2 separate regions of the Capsicum annuum genome follow, and region 1 is linked to region 2. The links are chromatin contacts, called in public Hi-C maps. All regions are on one chromosome and are shown on one strand. Each heading gives the region's core, a stretch centred on a gene start, on an enhancer-like site or on the middle of the called end of the contact. The rest is flanking DNA. Distances are from core to core; before and after follow the strand shown.

Region 1 (2,700 bases), core at 58-2,557, 130 kb before region 2:
CTGCACCCCTTTTCACCATTTCAGAAGCACAACCCACACTTTCCTTTGTACCATAATACAAACCCTTCATTACTTCATCAAAAACTCCACTTTTCCCAAGCCCATCTTCACTTCCTTCATTTGGGCTCACCAAAAAAAGCCCTTCTTCTAATGGCCCACCAAAGAACAACGGCCTATTCGCGAACGTCCCGGGCATGTCCAACGCTGATGATCTCATTTCCTTAATGGACATAAGCGAAGGCCTATTGAGAATTAAGCCCGTTGGGATGAACCCCAATGACAACAAGAGAACTACAGTCCGCTCAAAAATATTATCTCCTTGTAGCTTCTCAGTGGCAATCAGCAAGCAGCCCTTTTCTGGTTCGTGAATTGTGTGGGCCCATTTGCTGCCAATTGTGACGGCCGGAGGTGGCGGAAGATCGTCGACGGTGTCGGGATTGACGACGGAAGAGGGATCTTCCGACCGGGAAGCTCGTTCTCCGGCAACTAATCTAGCTCGAAATGAACGCCAATCCCTTTCAGCAAAAGGTTTTCCTTCATCTTGAGGTGAAGGTGATGAGAATGGTGAGCTTGCTTGACAACCTACAAGTACAACATTCTCTCAATATATGTTTCCCTTGAAGGGGAACTTCGAGTAATTGATAAAGTAGAAAATTGCTCAAAATTTTAGTGCAATACTTTGTTTCTTTGCTTAGTTTTCAGCAAAAAGAAAAAGGTACTCACACAACTACCATTTGAAAAGTCCACAACTAGTATTTGAAAAGTCAGTAGGATTTTTGACTGATGACAATTGTTTCATGTCTTTTAAAATATTTTAAATTATCAATTCAATATATGTAGTCTTTTTTATGTAATTTCTAAAGATGTAAATTTTCAAACAAACATTTGAAAATTTTTGAGTTGAATTTACACTAAAACGTAGATAGTTTAACCCTTGTACTTTGAATGGTATTACAGGATAGCCATTGAGATACAAAAGCAAGACAAGAAGAAACACGTACTCACATGTAACTGACAAAGGAGTGCCAACTTTTTTGAGCTGATGAAACTGACTAACAGATGACCTTCTTCTTGTAGAACAAGAAATTCTTGATCCTAACAAAGGGAAGAGTTTCTCTGAGAAGGGCTTTGAAGTGACAAAGCAAGCTTCCATATTGGTCTAGAAATTCTTGGTTTATTAGCCAAAAAGTACTGCAGCAGATGCAAACTGATCAGTGTATATTGGATAAATGGATATAGGTAAAAGAGTTTATGTATAAAGAGAGAAATCATTGTGTGTTATATATGGAGAATGTAGTTAAATGTAGACCACATGAAGTTTTTTAGCCAATCCTATACAAGTAGGATGCTTTTTCACTGTTGTCATATTGGCTTTCCTAAAAGTTAGGGATAGTGGATATGGCTTTACACATAAGCAGAAAAGCCAACAGTTATAAGATGACACGTGTATATATCAAGCAGTTGTTTGGTTCTTATAAGTTTGAGTTGGCTAAGGTTTGATCTGTAGAAATCTAGTGCACTTTTTTGAGTGATGTGTTGTGATTCTAGCCACAGACTTGTCAGTATGACTTCTTGCTTCTTTAGCCTTTTCTTCTTTTGTCCTTTCATTCTTTCTTGATTTGTAGTATTATGTTTTTTAAAAAATGGATAATATTGGAGAGTCTATCCAAAACAAATTATCTATGCTACAAAGGTAGAAATTATCCAAAACAATTTGTCTATACTGCAAAGGTAGAAATTAAATCTGCATATAATCCTATTTTTTTCACACCCCGCTTTGGGATTACACTAAGATGTTGTTTGGTTTCAATTGTATGGTCAAGAGGAGTTTGGAGAAAATTTAAGTTAAGATTTAGGTGAAAATATTCTGATACTTTTAGCCTTTCCTTCCTCAATTTTCTTCAAGTCATTTGGTGATTCAACTAGTTACCACTCAAAGCGAAAACTGATTAAACATCTATCCCAGGTGGCTACATTAACTAAAAGGAAATATCAAATTGAATGTTATTATTTGGTTTTGGTGCTACATTACATGGAAGCTCAAAAGCTTCTCCAATATGAGCCATTACAACCTAAAAGATCAAGCATAATGCTCTAATTCAGAAATAATCCCATAGTCACAAAATATACTTCTCCACCAAAAGAATATTACTCCATCACATAACTAGAAATGTCAAACTAGAACACCAGGAATGGAAAACCTTTTGGTTAAGAGTGGTTTACTCCCTTAGCGTCATATCTCATGTGAATCTTGAATTTCCCCTTGCAGTAGAAGCAGATCAAGGAAGTTAAGTCAGTGGGTTCGGAGTACCACGGCGTCCATTATAATTTAGTGAGTTAGTAGCAATTTGTTTAATACTACAATGTGTACTTTTTTGGAAAAAACAAAAAACAATTGAGCTATATACAAAGCTCAAGATGCACTATGATCTACTCCCCTATGCCACATGCGGTTCTATCTTCACTTCCAATGCTGCACTTGTGTTGGATTCTTCAAAAATACATTATTTTTGGAGAATTCGGCATGCACTCATTGACACATTTGAAGAGCCCGAGCAATATCGATGCGGGTATTAGTTAATATTATTCTGCACATGAATCTTCCTCAACTCTCGCAAGGGTAGGTATTTGGCCATGATCAACAAAATCAATCTTGTTCAGTCTAACACAACCAAGCACTTTCTCTGGCAGCTCCTCTGG
Region 2 (2,700 bases), core at 124-2,623:
ACCATGATAATTTACTAAGAATCTTCACTCCAAACAGAATAAGATAGGGCAGAATTAAATGTTTGTTTTATATGGACTTTTGGAATTGAAAGCATGTAAGCATATACTCCAATTCTAGTTCTGATTTTTAAGAGGAAAAAGAGCTATTCAAAGAGCATGTTACTCATAATCCATTAAATGGTGCATTCACAGAATTCCATACATATCACGTAGACTTGTGTTAACAAAGCATAAAATTTTACTGATATAAATATTTGGTTGAGTGAACAGAAAAAAACAATCATGTTACTATGAAAATATCTTGACACAACCTACTGTCATTCAAATTCACGACTTGTTCGTATCTGTTTTAAAGAGTTGAATCACAATAATCGAAATAATCTTTTAAGGAATCAACTAACCTCGAAACAAGCAGCGTAACTTTCAACTAACCACAAAACAAAACCAGTCATGAGAAATCAAACGCATAACCACCAACTTGTCAAAATAATTTTAAGAAATCCTAAGTTTCTACAGCACATAATTCAGCCACTATGCTACTTGAGCGAAGAAGAACAAATAATTAGGGAATTTAAAAGAGAATGGTGTGTTTACCTTTTTTCGAGTAGAGAACGGGAATTACGAGTCAGTCAGGATGGAATTTCACAACTTGCAAAAATTTAGACGATTTCAATGAATTTAGGCGAATTTCACCGTGAACTTCTTGGTTACGTGAGATTAGAGGAGTGCTCTTCCAAAATCCACATTTTCCCCCCCAAAAAGTCCTTCTCCTCCCTTCTATCCCCCCACTATCTATTTATAGAAGTAGATTGGGAGAATTTACTAGGGTTTTGGATTTGAAATTAATGGATTTCAAATCCAAATTTGAGCTGATTTTTGAAATTCACAGTAAGACGAAAACCATTAATGGTCCTTGTACTCAGAAGTCTGTGGATGGATGAAAAGAAAACGTTGGCTTGGTTAGTCAAAGAAGGTGAATTAATTTTTTCCCCAAATTGGTGAACGGCAAACTGAAAAGTTGAAATCCCTCTGCATTTTAGCCATGAACGACTATCCGAGATGGCAATGAACGACTATCCGAGATGGCAAAATAGTAACTTGGCCATCTGAGGTTTTGCCGTTGGTTAACCGTCATTGTTGCTGTTGTATGTGGTATGCCGTGGTCCGCTGTTAACGTTGGTATTGCTTGGAAATTGCGGGTTTGGTGCTTATGGTGTTGTACCCGGGTTTTGCTGTTGCATTTTCTGTTGGAATGGTTGAGCACCGTTATTGAATGTTGTTGTTACAGTTGTTGAGGTTGTTTTAGCGTTGTATTGTACGTTGATGTGTTATTGGAAGTAGTAGTAATTTGTACGGGTAAAGGGGTATAAAGGGTGGATTGGTTTGGGTCGGGCGGATCGGTTCTTGGAGGTGGGCCGGCTGAGGTTTAAAGGAGAAGGCTGGGTTTGTTTTTATGTCGACTGATGCTGCTGATGTTATTGTTTTGGGCCTGGTGACCCAATTTAGGAAATTGGAAAGGGGGGTTGGGTAAAATGGTAGATTAGGTTATTTCAAAAACAGTCGCATGTTAGAATTTTAGTCAATTGTATTTGAGATTTTAATTATGTTTAAAGTCAATTGGTCAATTGCATTACAATTATGGTCAAGTTGATTTCAATTGCAGATAAATTTAATTAATTGACTAAATTGAATCAAAATTTTTAATGAATTAACAACTAATTTAATTCTGAGTTTCTTGATTTACTAAAATCAAACAAATATTTTCCAAATAGATTATTTTTTAGAAGAATAAATTATATTTAGACCAAAGTTTATCCATTAACTAATTTTCGAGATGTTTCTTCATTAAAAATTAATTTTTGATAAAATAACCATTTAAGTAATCAAAATTATACGATCTCATATACGAGAATACGAAAAAATATAATTTGTTTCTTAAATGACAATTTTACGCAAATAAATATTTTAGAAAGAATTTATCCAATAAAATAAATATTTCAATTGTACTTATAACTGAAGAAACTCAGAATTAAACTTAGTTGTAGAAGGTAAAAATTAGGTGTCAACAACTGCTCCCTCCCTTTGTTTAGGGTGGATATAAGTAACCCTGGACAAAGTGAGTTTGACGTTCCTAATTTTTGTCCGGCCACAAATTCGTTTCTCGAAACGGGGTGGATCTTCGCACGAGTTTTGTAGAGTTATGGTCAAACCTCGGTATCGAATTTCCTACATATCTGAGGTTATATGAGATTCAGGCTACTTGTAATTTATAAAGCTTGATTCTGAGCATGATTTTTAGTGAATTCTATAGTTATTCTGACTTTTGAATTTTTGGTGAAATCAAAAAGCTGAGAAATAAGCGGGTTGGGGGGAGGTTGGAATGCAGTCGAGTTTTCAAAAAAGAGCCCAGCCTACATATTCCTGAAACCCAGGAAATCAGACTGCCTGTAGTTCGACTTGATCGGTGTAAAAGACAGTCTCTTAGTTAAGAAAACCTTTGGTTTGGAATGAGTGACAAATGCACCGAGTTATGGAAAGAGGTTTTCATTTATCTCAATCATGAATGTGGGGGCCCTTTACACCTGCAACTGAGAGCTACATGTACATAATTTTCAAAGCTCGAAGTGCGTTGTCACTTGATCTTCAAAGAAGAGAAAGACTACCTTTGGTGTGAGTTTAGAAATGCCCCTGAAATCGAAA

What was found. A called contact is a pair of places that touch in the nucleus more often than the background predicts.
Region 1: a contact with region 2 is called in a Hi-C map of leaf, with 3 times the contacts expected there. The contact joins the promoter of LOC107858765 here to the enhancer-like site in region 2. A contact is called at or near these places in 3 of 5 Hi-C or Micro-C datasets (bud, leaf and placenta).

What each region holds. Positions count from the first base shown.
Region 1 is chr2:93,107,075-93,109,774 of UCD10Xv1.1, reverse strand. LOC107858765 (UPF0301 protein CHU_1773) reads right to left here and starts at 1,307. Exons shown (of 2, transcript XM_016703548.2): 1 at 1,006-1,307; 2 at 1-582. The coding sequence starts at 1,153. LOC107858762 reads right to left here. Exons shown (of 10, transcript XM_016703540.2): 10 at 2,285-2,700. The coding sequence ends at 2,584.
Region 2 is chr2:92,981,129-92,983,828 of UCD10Xv1.1, reverse strand. No RefSeq gene overlaps it. Among protein-coding and RNA genes, the nearest start is that of LOC107858762, 120 kb to the left of the region's middle. Within about 2 kb of position 1,373, at least 5 of the 5 cell types and tissues checked have an H3K27ac peak or open chromatin away from gene starts, as enhancers often do. A contact at or near this core is called in bud and leaf, where this site is marked.